Linked DNA regions of Mus musculus: region 1 is linked to region 2. Evidence: chromatin contacts called from public HiCAR-type data. All regions are on one chromosome and are shown on one strand. Each heading gives the region's core, a stretch centred on a gene start, on an enhancer-like site or on the middle of the called end of the contact. The rest is flanking DNA. Distances are from core to core; before and after follow the strand shown.

The links. HiCAR-type assays count read pairs that join an accessible place to other places.
Region 1: a HiCAR-type map of astrocytes shows a contact between it and region 2, with 3 times the contacts expected there. The contact joins two enhancer-like sites. A contact is called at or near these places in 3 of 115 datasets of contacts at active chromatin or transcription factors (astrocytes, differentiating embryonic stem cells and embryonic basal ganglia).

Annotation. Positions count from the first base shown.
Region 1 is chr8:86,423,311-86,426,010 of GRCm38.p6, forward strand. No RefSeq gene overlaps it. Among named protein-coding and RNA genes, the nearest start is that of Abcc12, 140 kb to the right of the region's middle. Within about 2 kb of position 1,266, at least 10 of the 459 cell types and tissues checked have an H3K27ac peak or open chromatin away from gene starts, as enhancers often do. A contact at or near this core is called in astrocytes, where this site is marked.
Region 2 is chr8:85,870,555-85,873,254 of GRCm38.p6, forward strand. The region is part of intron 2 of Phkb (phosphorylase kinase beta); the gene reads left to right. Among named protein-coding and RNA genes, the nearest start is that of Phkb, 31 kb to the left of the region's middle. Within about 2 kb of position 1,302, at least 58 of the 459 cell types and tissues checked have an H3K27ac peak or open chromatin away from gene starts, as enhancers often do. A contact at or near this core is called in astrocytes, where this site is marked.

The sequences.
Region 1 (2,700 bases), core at 16-2,515, 550 kb after region 2:
TATCTTCCACTGAATACACCTGCCTGGAGCCTGGCTAAGAAGGCTGGGAGAAGACTTCTCCATGGGTTGGCTCTCTGCAGGTATAACAGAACACAGCAAAGGTGGCAATAAATCAGATAGCAAGAGGTAAGTGACTAGAATGTTCTATATAGTGTTAGGTAGTTCTAGCAAAGGTGAATGCAGAACCAAGCTTTCAATAGCAGACGATATTTAGGGTAAGTTAAAAGGAGGAGAGATGAGGATGCTGGAGGCAAAAATAACATGAAACCTTGAAGACTTGGAGCCAGGAGGAAGAGTTATTGCTGAGAATGGTTTAGCATCACAGAGCACAATGTTGGCCACAAGAGGGTTGTAAAGAATCATAGCCAACTAGGATTTTGCTCAATGTCTTGTTTGGTTTTTTCTACTTCTTTGTTTTGTTGTTGTATTAGTTGTTGTTGTTGATAATGATGATGATGATGGATGCATAAGCCTGGCATCTGTGCAGAGGACTCATAAAAGATGCTAAAATTAGAGCTAGGGGTGCCTTTAGACAATCAACAGGGGCATTTCCTATTTTTCAAAATTAATATCAAATGGAGATGGCTCATACCTGAAATCCCAGCACTCAAAAGACAGAGACACAGAATAAAGAATTTGAGACCTTCTGGGCCCATCACAGAAAACAAGCAAAGAAAAAAACCAACAAAAATAAAGCATGAGAAAGCCTGAACAAGGCTCTCTGATTCAACATTTTGTTTCTGTTGTTGTTGTTTCCCATTTAAAGTTTAGAAACAGAAGGAACTTTGTGCTCACAGAGCCTCCATTTCCCAGTAGGAATTTGTATTTTCTGAAGTAATTTTCCCTTTGGTAGGTCATGGGAGTATGGGCTGTCTTGCTAATTCTTACCCAGAGAAAGGATATTTTGAAGTCGGGACATTCTGGGTCATCTTAGTCAAAACATTTCCCTTGGACACTGTAGATAATCCATCCTGAGGTCAGTGCTTTTTCTAAATTATTCATATCAAACTTCCGGCTTTTTGTTTTTTGTTTGGTTGTTTGTTTTTTTATGCAGTTCTGGGCTGTGGAGCCAGGTCTCCCTTGGTTCTTTCTTGAAAACGGAATGATGTTTTGTTACCTCAATTCTCTGCTCCTTCAGCCAAAGGGGTGACTCACAACCCTCAGAAAACAGATCTTTCTCTCTGAGGCACTTTCAAGTTGGATTTGGGAGATGGTAGATGTGGCCTCTCAATGCTAAATGAGACCCAGTTTCAGGCATGTTGCTTGTCTGAGTCAGGGAAAGAAGCTCACACCCAAATGAGTCAGAAAACAATACAAAGGCCAGTACAATACCTGGGGTGTTGGTGCCACTGGTTTGTAATCCCAGCTACTCAAAAAGCTGCCGCAGGAACAGGCCTCATTTACAGTCAATCTGGGTTATAGAGTGAGTTTGAAGCCAGCTTTGATAGCTCAGGGAGACCCTATCTCAAACTAAAGACTTTTAAAATGTAAATGTAGTTCAGTAGTAGAGGGCTTGCCTTGGATAGTCAAGACCCTGGAGCAATATTTATGGTCATAAATAAAAGCAAAAGTGTTTTTGTTTGTTCGTTTGTTTGTTTTTTAATCTTTTGTAGTACTTGGGGACTAAGGCTCTCTGTCCCTGTTCCAATCATTCAGAGGGCCTGGATGCATCCTTTCCCTTAATATTTAATGGAATAAACTCTTTCTCTTGAGGGGAAAGCTAATTTAAACATTTTATTGCTTGCAAGCCCAAGAGAATGACATACACCATCCTTAAAGAATATACACGTGGCATTGGTATACGATTGAGGTAGGGAAGCCAGGCTATGTAACAGGGGTGACTCTCTGGGTGGAGGAGTAGGACTTGGTAAGTGTGTGACCCATGCAATGTGATAGTGATCAAGTTGCCTCTCCCACAACCAGGTGGCAGGGGACAGGTGTGCTTTTGTCCTGATGGCAATCCTTTCTGCTTCTGGACTAGTTACCTAAAAGATAAAATTCTTACCTAAGAGTTCAAATCTGAATCCTGAAAATTAATTAGTCAGCCTTGGGTCATGGGTCCATTTATGAACCAATCAGAAGGATGGAAAAGTCTCATTGGTTAGCTGTCAGGCATGTGACCAACTGTGGCCTTTGAGAAGAGTCAGTACATAAAAGATACGATCTGAGAATGGAGTGAAGATGCTTCCCAAAGGAAGTCAAGTGTCTGGTGGTTGCATAAGAGAAATGAGCCTTGGGGCGATATGGCTGCTGTCCATGGTGGGCTTTGGACAGATATGGCTGCTGTCCGTGGTGGAATGTGGGCTCCTTTGGCAGAGCACACAGCTTGAGCTTTTCTGAGCACAATGTTTGTCACCATGCATGGGTAGCTGATGCTCTATAAGTGGTTTTTCCTTTATTTTCCTTGCAACCCTAGTCCAGACTTAAAGCTCCTTGACATAAGTTCTGCCATAGCTCTTCACATAAATTCTATCTCACTATTCAGGTAGGGAAGCCTGGAGCAACATCTTCAATCAGAAATACCACAGTGCCTCTGAAGCCTTCTGACTTTCACATTTGCGGACAGTCTTCACCACCCTCAGAGCACGTAGCATACTTTGCAAGGACTTCGGCAACTCAATGAGGGGAATGGCCTTTAAAATGCTTTCCACTGAGCCGGGTGGTGCTAGTACAAGTGGCCCTACATGGCCACTGTGGTGG
Region 2 (2,700 bases), core at 52-2,551:
ATGTGAGTATGTGGGTGTGTTTGTGCACATACATGCATGCACATGTGATTGGGTGTGTTTGTGCATGTATATGCATGCACATGTGAGTATGTAGGTGCGTTTGGACACATACATGTATGCCCATGTGAGTATGTGCTGTTAGTGTGGTCAGAGGACGCTCTAGGGCATTGTTCCTAGCCTTCTACCATTTTTGAAGTGGGACTCTTGTTATTCAAAGCTGCACTTGCTAGTCTAGCCTGCCAATGGCTGGGAGGGATCCTCCTGTTCCTGACTCCAGTCTCTGGAAGAGTGAGGACTGCAGATGCTACTGTGTACTTATTTGGGTCCTGAAGATCCAGAGTCAAGTTGTCATCCTTGGATGATAAGTACATTACCCACTGAGCATCTCCAGGCTAACATAAAGCATTTTATGTAATTTTCCTCTTACCTTTGATTAAAAAACAGATTATTTCTTCCAGAACCTTTTTTAGAAGAAAATCATTAACGAAGCCCATGTATCTAGTGTACAATTTGTTAGTTTAACAATGCTTTAATGCCTCCTTTGAATGTTATTGTCTATAAACAAGTTGCATTTTAACGGTTTTTGAAACATTTAATAGAGTCCTAAATACCATTTCAATACATTTTAAGGAAATAATAGTATTTAAGGTAATAAATATGTACTTACTAGGCCTACTAGTATGTCTCCCAGTAAGTAGAATCCACACAATATACACATACACATTGTTAAATTAGGCATGCCAAAAAGAAAAGGATTAAAAATAAAAATAACAATAGCATAAACAAAAAATTATTTAAAAAGAATCAGAGCACCCAAAGGTTTTATCAGTTATTTGAGGGAACTCAAGGTCAGATTCTGTTTTACTCCATTCTGTCTTAACATAGAATGGCGTACAAGCAGCCGCATGGACACAGTTGTGAACACACCTAGCACAGCTGCATCAACAACATGTAAGTGTGTGTCTATCTTCAGAAGGAAGTCTTAGGTGATCTTTCAGGCTGCCTTTTGATTTTCTGCCAGTCTATTTCATTAGAAACTCCCTATTCTTTAATGTAAGGTGGCCATACCAAGGCTCAGTTCCTTCTGCTCTCAGATGGGTTAGTGCCCTGGACCAGCCAACAAGTCCTTCTTGTATGACAAGTTCCTGAGGGGAGGACTGGGGCTGAGGAAAGCTGGTAACTCATAACTCATGGCTTCTCACAAGCAAGCTTATTAAGAAATACACAATCTTCTATGTTGTTTGCAGTAGGGAAATGAGCCAAGATCAGCAGAGAGCTAAGTCATTGTTGGCAAGAGAATGCAACATACTTTAGACAGAGCTGCCTTAGGACTTTAAACCATAGCCCTTCACGGGGGGGAAAGCCAGCTTCCCAGGAACCAAAACTTTGAGGCCCTGGCCCTCGCTCCAGAACAGACCTTGCCACATCTGTCCCTAGTTAAGGATACAAAACTTTTGTTCCTTTTGTCTTTTCATCAATGCCTCTGGGAAATCCTTGGGTCTTCTTGGCTCCCAAAAGATTAGAATGTCCTTCTCTCTGTCATGTGAGCCTTGGTTCATTGGGCCTGTCTGAGCATGGCCTCAGAAGCACCGGAAACACTAGCCTATGCTTGCCTTTCCCTCGCAGAGGTTTCAGGCAACAGCCTGTACTGTCTCTGGTCTAGAACTAAGTTCCCTGCTATGAGCATTTCCGGTGCTATGTTTTACCACTGTAGAATTAGGTCCGTCTCATTGGGAGTACTGCAGTGTACACTAATGGACTAACTATTTTACTGTACTGGTAACCTGTTAACTTCAGAGATGAGATCTCCTTTTATGAATGTCTCAGGCCTTTGGTGTATTGAGTCACCATTCAGGTTAAAAATTGAAATGGATGGTGCTTTCCTCTGCCCTCATGCTTTAGGAGCATCTTTGTAACCCAGGGAATTATTTCCATACCTTGGAAAGTAGCATTGCTTACAGCAAATGGACAGGGAGGAGCTGAGTGCAGTTAGAGTAAAAGCAGAAGTAAACCGCAGTGGTAAAAAGCAGTGGACCAAGCTAACTAGGACAGTGAGCAGGAGGACGCTATGGGCGGCAGGGTTGGACGTGCAGTGGCAGCTAACGTTGGAGCTGCTGGCAGGTGTCTGAGAAACTGGAAGGAAGATTGAGCAGGAACAAATGCCAGTGATGTGGGAAATACCAGGGTTATGGTAGTGCTTTGAGAACTCAACAGATTTGGGTAATCACTTGGATTTTGCCATCTTTCCTTGTCTTCAACTGTGATCAGTGAACAGTTCTATAAGAACATTGACATCTTTACAGCCAGAGCATAAAATTTCAAGCAAAATGTGTGCTTCTCACAGACTTAATGTAGATCCTCAGTGGCAACTGCTTGCCAATCTTAAGTCTGGAATTGGCAACCATTGCTGCTGTATGCAGTTTTTTTGCCCCAACAAATTCATTTCATACCCTGTAGTACAGAGGAGAGGTTCTATACACACCCCCAGTCCTAGCCACTGAAGCTGCAGACAAAACAGTCAGAAGGGGAGAGGTTTCCTACACCTCCCTTCTCTGCTGGAGCCTGTTCACAGTTCCCAAGTGCGGGAGACTGAGGAAATAGTCATAGACTGCATCCTTTGTTTAAGGAAGGGAGATTTTGTGCCTACCTTTTTAAGGTTGTACTCTGTTTCTATAAGCACATTTCAGAATTTGGACCGTA